3 separate regions of the Mus musculus genome follow, and all the other regions are linked to region 3. A link is a contact called in public promoter capture Hi-C data. All regions are on one chromosome and are shown on one strand. The core of a region is the stretch at or near the end of the contact, and the rest is flanking DNA. Distances in the headings are between cores, read along the strand shown. Region 1 holds the start of Cdkl1 (cyclin-dependent kinase-like 1 (CDC2-related kinase)). Region 2 holds the start of Tmx1 (thioredoxin-related transmembrane protein 1). Region 3 holds the start of Nin (ninein).

Region 1 (4,057 bases), core at 692-3,191, 310 kb after region 3:
GTGAATAAACAATTAACCACCAATGTGCTTACTAGCATAAGACTGCTTTCAATAACAACTCAGAGCAGTGTGGTCTTGCCATCACACAGAAGAACCTACCCAGTGAAAAGAGAAAGTGATAAAGAAAAATCAAAATGTCCCTACTTGGTGGTCCCTATAAACAACTCTCTTAAAAGGTGAAGGAGAACATTGTCAGAGACAGGAACAATAACAGCAATCCTGTCTCCCACTGGGGGCACCTACCTGGCGAGCACAGGGTCCTGAGCTCCACCCAAGTATGGAAATTAGTAATAAGATCGCCATCTTGTACTTAATTCAATCAACTAGAGGGGTTTTGTTTGTTTGTTTGTTTGTCCTTCTGCCTTTTGCCATGTCCCAAGTGAGAACTGCAGCCCACTGGGGAAGAGAGAGGTGTTGGCGCCAAAAAATTTCCATAAGTCTCTTAGAATCCTGAAGCGAGAACACATCTATAGGGAAGGTTAAAAGTCAAATTCATATTAAAACCATTAGAAGCCATTAACCATCTATTTTAATAGCTAAATCCGCTGGTGAGATGGCTCAGCAGTTAAGAGAGCTGACTGCTCTTCCATAGGTCCTGAGTTCAAATCCCAGCAACCACATGGTAGCTCACAACCATCCGTAATGAGACCTGACGCCCTCTTCTGGAGTGTCTGAAGACAGCTACAGTGTACTTACATGTAATAATAGATAAATAAATATTTTTAAAAAATAGTTAAAGCCAAAAGGACCGCAAGGATGCCGGGCACTGGGGACATTGCAGGTGGGAAGGTAAAATGGAAAAGATAAGCTCAATGTGCAGAGGTCTCCCGCTAAGGATTTCCCCAAGAAAAATGAAGACCTGGCTTCACAGAAAGCACCATGCACGGCGTCTATAGCGGCTTCATGTATAATCACCCCACACTGGAAACAATCCAAATATCCTTCAACCAGGATTGAATAAACAAATAAATACCAGTCAGTACGTTCATACAACAGAACGCTACCCGGCAATAAACAGGAAGACACTGCTGCTAAATGCAAGATGTGTGTGGCTCTCAGATGTATTCTGTGAAGTGAGAATCTGACTCAATAAAAGCTGTGCACTGTATGTTTCCATGTACGCGATATTCTGGGCAAGGCAAAGCTATCGAGAAGACAAAAGTCAAAAAGAGTAGGCATTCACATTTGCACATGATTTCTGGGGAGGGTCCCAGACCACCACGAGTCTATTCTAGTAACTCATTATACCTCTACCCTTTGCCAGGCAGCCGTCACGCTCGGTATGCCCAGACCCAGCTTCCTCTTGAGCTCTGTGTACATTTGCATCGCACGTTCCTTGCCCCGGGTTGGCCAGGTTTCACATCGTGCGTTTTCTCTGCTGTAGCCCTGCCGCCAGCACACAAGCACCTCGGCGCCTAGCATAGGGGATGGAAGGGCTGACAAAATGTAGAGGCTGTCTGTGCGATCCTTATTTCAAGATTTCCTGCATCCATCAACTGCCACTGTCACTGTACTGAAACAGGTTCAATAAGAAGGTGATTGGGGAAAGAGTCAAGGCAATCAAAGCAGGCTCTGCACCGCCAAGACCCCACTACATGGGAGGGAAGGCCATCCTGCCTCCCTCTATTGCCTCACTCTCTCTCATTCATTTTTCGAAGCTGCAGCACCGAGCAATTGCTGTCCTCCGGGGTTCACAGGCGAGGAACGGACACCAAGGAGTGGACGTAATAAGGTATGGACCTGGTCACCCTAGCCCGAGCAGGCTGCTAGGACAGCCTGGGAGCAGGCGTTCTCCCTGCAAACTCTCCATGCTGTGATTTCCACGATTTAAACCCTCTGGACCTGCAGCGCGGGGTCAGGGACCCGGCCAAGTGGCTGCGGGTACAGCAGGGCGGAGGGCGGCCCCGCCCAACCGGCGCGGTTCCCATGGGGATCGCAGCAGTCACCCAGCCGAGCTGCAGGCTGCTGTGCTAGAGCTGGGCCGAGAGGCGCCTCAGGAGTCAGGGTGGGAGGTCCCCACAGTCCCTGCAGTTCCCGCAGTCCCCACGGGCCCGGTTGCCCAGCCGGTGTCCTCTTCCGGAGGGAATTGAGACCCGAAACTAGAACCGGGGAAGCCCTTCGCCTTCCTGGTGCTCCAGCCAGCTCAAGTGTCTTAGATCGTATGAACCATAACGTTAAAAAGATAGATTATCTTACAGCTCGGCTCGTTTTTGGATGCTGGCTACATCTTTAGCTCGAGGGAATGAAACAGACAACTGAAATTAGGTCACCCATGGCAGCCACCTGTAGACTCCCAGCCTTGACCGCGATGTCATTGCTGGGTGGGGGTGGAGTCCACACCTGGCTGATCCTTATTCTTTAACTCGCGCCTTGTTTTCTCTAGATCGCGGACGACAGCCCTTACTTGATGAGGCTCGAGAGAGGTCAGTTCATAAACGACCTTTAAAAACTATATGAAAATCCGTTCTCAAGAAGACTTGCTCCTCCTCTGTAATGGAAAAATATGAAAAAATTGGAAAGATTGGAGAAGGCTCCTATGGGGTAGTGTTCAAGTGCAGAAACAGGGACACGGGTCAGATCGTGGCCATCAAGAGGTTTCTGGAAACCGAAGATGACCCTGTCATAAAGAAAATCGCCCTTCGAGAAATCCGCATGCTCAAGGTAGCTAATTTGCTTTTTCTGTGCTAGATAGATGCTCTGGGCTGAGGCTCTGCCCTCTTCCCACACAGCCTTTGTCTTCAATGGCACAAATCAGAGTCTGTGCGCAGAGAACGGATTATGTAAGAGTAAGAAGGTGGACAGGAGAGGTGTGGGGCTCTCTTGGCGTCAACTGCAGACAGTCTTTTCACGGGTCTCTAAGAAGCAGAATTTAAAACAACTCGACTTTGCTAGAGTTTTTGAGTTTTGAGCTTCCAGCTTGTTTTCATTTTGTATTTTTAACCCATTGTCCTGTTTTCTTGGGCTATATATGCATCTGTATATGTGTGTTCATGTGTGCGCGCATAAATGTGTGTGTGTGTGTGTGTGTGTGTGTGTGTGTGTGTGTGGCATTTGGAAGCCAAAGGTTAACACTAGCCATCTTCTTCAACCATTTTCCCCCTTGTATATGGATACAGTGTCTCACTAGGATTGCTAGCCAGTGCTCTCCAGGATCTAGTACTGGGATTGCAGGTGGACAGCTGCCCTCGGGCAGCATTTATTGTGAGTGTTGGAATCTAAGCTTAGGTCCTTGGACAAAGGTGTTCATTACAAGACAAAAGTGTGTTCCCTCTTATTCTGGAAAGAGGCTTCTCTGAATTTCTCAGAGGCAATGCAGCTGCTACTGCAGGATGAGGCAGGCCATGGATGGCTCCCATGGGGAATCAACTGTGCTTCAGAAAGTGTGGCCTCGGTGTTCTGTCCAGACCCTGGCCAAGTGTATGAGTGGATGATGCTCTCAGAAGGGGTGAACTCAAATGTTTGTGCCGGTTCCCAGCTGGGGTCCTCTGCCTACTCTCCTCCACACAGCCAGTGTTGCACTCTGCTCTCGTGAGCCACTGACCATGTCCACTTTCTCAGTAGAAGCTGATAGCTGCCTTACTCTTTATTTAGCATCATCATTGTCAATATTATTACTACTTTGTGGTGTTAAGGATTGAACCCAGAGACTTTATCAAATTAACAAAACCTTCTCTCACCGAGGCACATTCCCAGTCTTCAATGGGTTGATTTACTCAATAATAATAGTAATAATAATAATAATAATAATAGGCTAGAAAGATGGCTCAGTGCATAAATGTGCTCACCACCAAACTGATAGCCTCAATTTGATCCCTTGGTCCTACATGATAGGAGAGAATCGATTCCCCCAAGTTGTCCTCTGACCTCCATGGTACACAGTAACACTTATGTGTTCCATCCACCAAAATTAGTGTTCCCAGGAGCACGGTGGCTGTTCTCTTTGGCTCAGAGAATGTCCTCTCCGACCTCCCAGCACAGGTACGTGTATCTCAGCACATTTTATTATCACTGTGTTTCCAGGTGTAGCTCCCCGAGTTTCTCCTTCCAAGTCAATGCT
Region 2 (3,596 bases), core at 379-2,878, 350 kb before region 3:
TGTTTTTATCTCAGCATTATGCTACTGTAGGTCCCCTTTATACCCTTTGTGGATATTTACAGTGTGACAAAAGAAAGCTTATAGGTATCTTTCTGTAATATTTGACTATATTTTACATATCATGTCACTCCTGCCTATTCATGACAGTGACTGAAAACTAACAGCACTGGTTAGCGTTCCTCTCCTGAAAACTGACTTCAGTGAACGGCCAACTGTCAGTACACTAAACGTCTTCCCTACTGCAATCTCCTTTTTCTTGTTTCACAACTCAGGTATCATGGACCTCACCCAGGTTCTCTCTTGAGGATGTTCACTTCCACCTCTTCCTTAGTGTACAGCCCTAAACACAATCACAACATAGGCAAACACCAGAATCTTGCTTAAGGGTTGCTAACAACGCTTGCATATATTTACTCTTGAAGCCCAACAAAGCTACTATGACAGCATCTGAACAGGCCAATCGGTAAAGCAGGGGATGGGAGTGGTTATCTACTATAAGGAATTATGTAGAATAATTACCCACCCCAAAACATATGTAAAGATACTGGGTAGTGTCAGTAAACAATGACCATTCAATGGTGGTGCTTTCGCCACATCAATAATGCCGTATCAGGAACACTGTCAATTAACCATTCCACTAATTTATCATCTAAGACAAAGGCCAAAGGTAGTTTATTTCCTACAGCAGCAGGACGGCGGACACTGTTGAAGTAGAATTATCACACAAGATAAGTGATTTTGTTTGAATAGTAAATGATGAACTGGAGTATTTAAAGGGCCTATCAATAATCATACTAATGCATGTGCAATACCATTCGCAGGCCTGTAAATCACAATTCAAGCCATTCTCTAAATTGCAAACGCACCGGTCAAGGAAAAATGAGGTTCATATCAAAAGAAATGAATGTAGGCAAGAAGAAAAAAAAAGAAAATAAAGATTTTAATATATTCCCATTTATTTGGCATTTACAATTTAAAAAAACTAACTCACAAAATAAAAATAAATAAAGAGCTCAAAATTCAGGCATTACAAATACCAATTTCCGAATAAACATAGCAATTTCCGAATGACAGGTTAAAAGCAAGATTTTGTTCAATATCAACTTTTGTAAAAATTTGGAGACTTAAAGTCTGGATGTCTACAAAAGATCACTAAAAGTCTATAGAAACAGCCAAGACCTCCATCGCAACCCAATCCCACCCTCAAATCCGCTAGTCTGTTCCAGAGAATTCGATGTAGCTCGTAATCCTTTAATCGCACCACAGTGCTTAGCAACGACGAGGCTCAGTGCACGCTTAGATAGAAAAGTAATATTCCCGGTTAGGAAATGACCCTGGAGCTGGGGGCGGCAAAGGCTGGGACCTCAAGACCTGGCCGAGGAAGATGGGCTGGTCAGGTGTCCAGCTTGAGGGACGGGGCGGCGGAGGCCACCGCCACCCAGACAAGCGCCCCGCACTCACAATTCTATCATCCACTCTCCTTCCAGCAACGACGTCCAGTTCTCATCGGTGAGGACGCGCACGTTATTCCGCCGTCCGTGGGCCCCAGGGACCGCCCAGAGCAGCAGGACCAGAGCTGCCAGGGGAACCATAAGACGCCCCAAGTGCGCCATGTCAGCCGCTCACCCAGCCTCAGCGCGTTCCCGCTCCACCTCCCCGCCGCAGCTCCACTTCCGCTCTGGCGGCCGCTCCGCTCATGCGCACAAGGAGCCAGCCAGGCGCGCGAGCCCCACCCACTCCCCGCCAGCAACTCAGTGCGCATGTCCGGGCCCTGTTCCTCCTGCGGGAGATGGAGAGGGAAAGCGGGAAATGCGTCTATCTCGGAGCTCACGACTGAAGAGGCGCTTGCCGGCTGTGGTCCCTCGAAAAGCCCTAGAAGGGGCGGTAGGCGGAGGGATCAGGGTGATGCTCTAGAGATGAGTGACCCTGTCGTGCCCACCAGTGCCTAGTAAGGTCACTATGACAGTTTTCTCAGGAACTTTCCCCTTTCAAAATATCACCAGTTAGACGAATGTAGGAGGAGGTCACCAGCCCCTTTACCCTGGCCCTAGGCAAACAGGCATCTACTTTTTGTCCTGGCTACTTTACTAATTGAATCTTGTGTTGTCCCTGTTGACTGACTTATTTTAACTCTTTAAGCATGAGTCCCCGAATTTCCTCTAACACATTCGTAATGAGGCTTTGTCACCCCCTGGCTCTCCGAGGTAGTTTTTATTGCCTGTTCTTTGCTTTCCTGTATATGGGTTATATTTTCCTGTCTTTGCACAACTCAAAAATCTCTTCTTGGAAACTAGGGTTTTAGGGTCTGTAATTCTAGATGTTGATTCCCCTTGTGGCTCTCCATCTTCTGTTCCTCTTGTTGTTTGATTGTTTAGTGAGTTGGCAAGGCAATTCTAGTGAAGTCTGTTTCTCAGAGATTACAGCCCTGGGTGGGTCATCTGGGCGATAGTGGTTTTAGCAGGGCTCATTCCATATCACTTTTTGGGATGTGTTTGCCTCACTTATTTCCAGCTGTAATATTACATGAAGTGCTCACCGATAACTTGTTTTTGTTTTGTTTTAATTCTCAGAGCATACATTGTTCCACAGCCTAATACATTTTGGCAGATGGTTTTGAGGTCAGTGGTTGAAATTTATTTTAAGCCCAGGATGATTCTTCACTGTCTCTTTTCTTAGGTCTCTCTGGTGAACTAAGTGGCTTATGCACTGGCATCTTGTTCTTACTTAAGGAAAACTTTTTTTATTTTTTTGGAGTGACTTTAGGCCTGACCGTTTCTCCATACTCTTATTTAATAAAGTCATTTCTTTGGGGAGAGTTCAGAACTGACTCTCCTGGGCACAAGCAGCCTCAGTCATTATTCTAGGTGCAGTGTAGACCAGCAGGATCTACTTTTCTGGACTTCTAGTGGTGTATAGTCTTTATCACTTGAACAAAAAGGTTGAGGGGGTGTCTGGAGATTTCTCAGTCTGCTGTACCCAGCGCTTTCACTGTGCATGTCATGTCCTTGTGACCTGCACTTGGAAGGGATTAAGATGCCAGTGACCTTCCCTTCCTGATGAGATGCTCTGTCTCTAGGTTGGGAACGGAGAGGAGATGGAGCCCCGTGTTCATGGTCACACCCATCTACAGTAGAGTTGTCACCAGAATGGCCTGGGCTAAGAAAATGATTAGAGAAATAGGAGTTTGAGATGGATCAGATGCCAGAGAGTCACTGCTCCTACTGAATGTTAGTAGATTTTCTTGAAGGAACAACAATAACAACAACAAAAGCATCATTTATTGTTTGCAATTTCCAGAAACTTTTAGTGAGTTTTTGGTTGTGTAGTCTTCAGCAATATTATCAAGATGAGTTGTGTCCCTGGGAATTCATGAGCTGAAGTCCTGATGCTCAGTAATTCAGAATGAGAGTGCATTTAAAGATAGAGGGTTTTTTTGGTTGGTTGGTTGGTTGGGTTTTTTTTTGGGGGGGGGGGTTCGAGACAGGATTTCTCTGTATAGCCCTGGCTGTCCTGGAACTCACTCTGTAGACCAGGCTGGCCTCGAACTCAGAAATCCACCTGCCTCTGCCTCCCGAGTGCTGAGGTTAAAGGCGTGC
Region 3 (3,775 bases), core at 1,221-3,720:
CTAAGAAAGCGCTTCACACTGTGAAAATCCCAGAGCCCCCAGGGATTCCCAGCAGATCCTAGTAGACAATTAACTGGCCCACTCTAGGCAAATCTCATTAGCCAAGCTTGGCCTTGTCTGTGTTCCTTTTTTTTTCTTCTTTTTTTTTTTTGTGGTTTGGTTTAACACCTTGGCGTTCCTTTTTTGAAGCTTTGATGTTTATGTAGCACTCCCAACATATTTTGAAAACATTTACATACTGATTAGTTAACCCAGCAGACCAACCCTGGGAAGGCAGCCAGAGCCTGCTGCACCTCAGTGGTTTTCTGCTGATGGAAGAGACCTTCCCAGCCCTGGGAGCCTGGACCTACTCTCTATCACACTGCTTTCACAGGTGTCCCTAAACACTAAGCTGTACTGCAGCTTCCTCCCAGGTCCTCTGACGTCATCCAGTGTGGGGTCATGGCTTATCTTCAGTTTTTTTTTTTTTTTTTGGTTGGGGTGTTTGTCTTTTTTGTTGGTTTCACACACACACACACACACACACACACACACACACACACACACACAAAAGATGACAGGGTCTCACTATGTAGCCCTGGCTGTTCTAAAACTCTGTAGACTAGGCTGGCCTTGAACTCACAGAGATTCGCCTGTCTCTGCCTCTCAAGTGCTGGTATCAAAGGCATCCACCACTACACCTGGCTATTTGCCTGTCATGTTATGGACAGTTGTCTGTGGAAAGAAAGAAAGTGGCCTAGAGGGGCGTTGCATTGTTTCAGAAAGCTCCATTGCCCTGGGCCTGAGCTGTGTGCAGCTTAAATTACACTGTCTGCCTTCCTGGGAGCTGCTCTGAGCTCTGACTCAGGGCTTTAGTTAAAGGGGCTGCTTTTACTGTTGGTGCTTTGGGGGGTTGGACCCAGGGCCTTGCACATGCTAAGCATCTATGATGTTCCACTGAGCTACACCCCCAAGCCCTGGGGAAGGTGCTGTGTTTTGTAGTCATGGGGTTGGCTGAAAGCCTGATTGCAGACGCCTGAGGTCACCATCCCAAGGGTATGTGTGCGTTTGGCACCCTCGATTGCATCAGGAAGCTGCTTCCAGGTGTGCAGCATTTGGGCTGGATCCAGCACATTAAAAATTGATTATTGTGTACAAGGAGAAGGAAAGATCTTTTTCATTTTTTTCTTTTTAAACTCTGTATGTGTGTTACTTGTCTTCGTTCATTCATTCTCTCTCTCTCTCTCTCTCTTAATTGAAACAGGGTTTTCTGTGTGGAACTTGCTCTGTATGCCCTGCTGCTGTGAACTCACAGAGATCCATCTACCTTTCTTTCTTTTCTTTCTTTCTTTCTTTCTTTCTTTCTTTCCTTCCTTCCTTCCTTCCTTCCTTTCTTTCTTTCTCCTTGTTTTTTTTGAGACAGAGTTTCTCTGTGTAGCCCTGGCTGTCCTGGAACTCACTCTGTAGACCAGGCTGGCCTTGAACTCAGAAATTCGCCTGCCTCTGCCTCCCAAGTGCTGGGATTAAAGGCGTGCGCCGCCACGCCCGGCCTGTGAACATCTTATCCTTGAAGTAAAATACCTGGATTTGTGTGGTTTTATTTTTAGCAAAAGATGACTGAAAGCTTTTGGTGATGTCAGGTTTTTACTGATTCTAGGGGGGGGGTGAAAGGCTGGGACCCGGGAATCAGTAATGAAAGACTGAGCAGTCGGGAATGAAGCGTGAGTTGCTGGCGGTGGAGGAGTTCAGAGATGCTGTTCAACTCTCCCAAAACAGCCAGTGGCTCCTCAGGAAAGGTGGGCGGTGTTTTACCCTTTCTCTAGGCAACTAAGCATTACCTAGAACACCCTGGGGCAAAAGAGAGCCTTGGGGGAATACTTTCTGCCTGCTGTGTGTAATTGCACCAGCAGGGCTAATTGAGCTGCTTTTTGAATCAAAGGCTTCTGGGTGGCATAAATAGGGAGATGGCTCAGCCAGTGCCTCTGATGTAGCTGTGATGTGGAATACCTAGGCTGAATGGAGTGAAAGTTGGCCACACCTCAGATCCCAGCATCTGGGGAGGTTGTCTACAGCTTGCTGACTTGTCTGGCAGCTCTGACCACCGTAGTGACTGAATACTAATAATTATCTCATCTGACCTGACCGGCTGGTAGAAGAGACTTTCACTTTCCTGAGTCCCCAGGCTGATAGGTGAGAAACCCTTTCAGGTGTGAGACAGGCCATTTGCCTGTCAGGAAGGAGGAGGACTGCCTGCCTAAACCCTTCCTGCTAGGAATGCTACTCCATTGTAGCGGTACAGTTGTGCCCTCGTGCTGGTGTGTGTACAAGTACCACTGGCCAGGCAGGGCCTTGCTGCAGAGTGTTCCAAGTGGCTGATGGGACTTGGGGGGGGGGGGGGGAGATGTGTGTGTCCAGGTAGAGCTGGGGAAGATTCATGTGTCCGTCCAATTGTGACCTGTCCCAACCTGTCTTCCTTCATGTCCCACACAGGTGAGCGCTGTGGGCTATGGGATGGATGAGGTGGAGGAGGACCAGCATGAAGCCCGACTCAAGGAGCTGTTTGACAGTTTTGACACCCTGGGAACTGGGTCTCTGGGTCAAGAGGAGCTCACTGACCTCTGCCACGTGCTGTGCTTGGAGGATGTGGGCCCGGTGCTGCAACAGACGCTACTCCAGGACAACCTCTTGGGCAGGGTAAGATCTGGGGAAGAACAGAGTTGGTTGGAAGTGGGGCGCGGTTTCTGTCAGAGTACTGGGGTTGGTGGCAAGCCACAGGTGTGTTGCAACTTGTCTCTTGCAACCTGGCCGTTAGCCTGGGGCGTGTAGTTTGCTCTCGTGATAAGGGCAATGCTAGATTTAGTCTGCACTTGGAATTAAGTTGTACACTGAGCATTATGGGTAACAGGAGAAATTGACTGTTTCCCAGACTTTTTTTTTTTTTTTTTTTTTTGGAGACAGGGTTTCTCTGTGTAGCCCTGGCTGTCCTGGAACTCACTTTGTAGACCAGGCTGGCCTCGAACTCAGAAATCCGCCTGCCTCTGCCTCCCGAGTGCTGGGATTAAAGGAGTGCTCCACCACGCCCGGCTCAGACTTTTTTTCCTTGTTCTTTGTGGGTGAGATTTCATTGGAAAAGAAAGAAAGGCGGGAAGACAGCTGCCCTTCACAGGAAGTAGAAGTAGGTTTTCTGAATGATCTTCTAAAAGCTGGTTTTTGTGTGGGTCATTTTGAGGTGAAGATTGAATCTTCCGTTCAGGAAGGAAGACAGGAAGTACACAAAGCAGAGGCTGTCTCCAGTCCAACCCAACATGCATGGCGAGTGTGTGTGCAAACTGGTTAACTTCCACGTTTGGCCAGGCCATGCTTTTCCCCTAGATTAAGTCTCAGGCAAGAGAAAGAGGAAAGAGGTCCGTCCCCCCCCACCCCCCAACTTGTCCCAAGTCCCTAGCAGTGAGAAGGACAGATAGTCTGTTGCAGTCTGAGAATGCCTTTAGTTCAACCTCCTTTACAATGCTTTGTGTAGAGTTCCCCCCTCCCCACCTTTTGGCTCTAGGCCAGGCAAAATGAAGAAAAATGTTGCTAATGGCGACACCCAGTACACAGGTTTGTCCTGCGCTGTTACTCCGGGAAACAGTCCTGAAGCGTCGTTTGATTTTGCCAGATGCACCTCCTCCTCCTTCCTTGTTCACGGTCTTCCAACAGACATGTGGATAAGTGTCCCAAGGCATAGAAGTATTAGATGCGTGTCACATGAAGGAGGCAGACACAGCACTAACCATGAAGCATAAAGAAAAAAAGG

Evidence for each region. Capture Hi-C pulls out chosen DNA fragments and counts their contacts.
Region 1: a contact with region 3 is called in a promoter capture Hi-C map of liver. The contact joins the promoter of Cdkl1 here to the promoter of Nin in region 3. A contact is called at or near these places in 5 of 39 promoter capture datasets (the 3T3-L1 cell line, the C10 cell line, liver and 2 more), 3 of 115 datasets of contacts at active chromatin or transcription factors (embryonic hindbrain, neural tube and stem cell-derived neural progenitor cells) and 2 of 9 other capture datasets (adipose tissue and liver).
Region 2: a contact with region 3 is called in a promoter capture Hi-C map of adipose tissue. The contact joins the promoter of Tmx1 here to the promoter of Nin in region 3. A contact is called at or near these places in 9 of 39 promoter capture datasets (the 3T3-L1 cell line, the C10 cell line, the HPC-7 cell line and 5 more), 1 of 484 Hi-C or Micro-C datasets (embryonic stem cells), 6 of 115 datasets of contacts at active chromatin or transcription factors (the SCID.adh cell line, acute myeloid leukemia, astrocytes and 2 more) and 4 of 9 other capture datasets (adipose tissue, embryonic stem cells, liver and 1 more).

What each region holds. Positions count from the first base shown.
Region 1 is chr12:69,788,591-69,792,647 of GRCm38.p6, reverse strand. Cdkl1 (cyclin-dependent kinase-like 1 (CDC2-related kinase)) reads left to right here and starts at 1,941. Exons shown (of 10, transcript NM_183294.2): 1 at 1,941-2,005; 2 at 2,384-2,661. The coding sequence starts at 2,494. It overlaps 4930512B01Rik (RIKEN cDNA 4930512B01 gene), which reads right to left and starts at 2,304. Exons shown (of 8, transcript NR_033573.1): 1 at 2,197-2,304.
Region 2 is chr12:70,451,186-70,454,781 of GRCm38.p6, reverse strand. It overlaps Tmx1 (thioredoxin-related transmembrane protein 1), which reads right to left and starts at 1,628. Exons shown (of 8, transcript NM_028339.1): 1 at 1,462-1,628. The coding sequence starts at 1,613.
Region 3 is chr12:70,101,549-70,105,323 of GRCm38.p6, reverse strand. It overlaps Nin (ninein), which reads left to right and starts at 2,470. Exons shown (of 29, transcript NM_001081453.1): 1 at 2,470-2,673. The coding sequence starts at 2,491.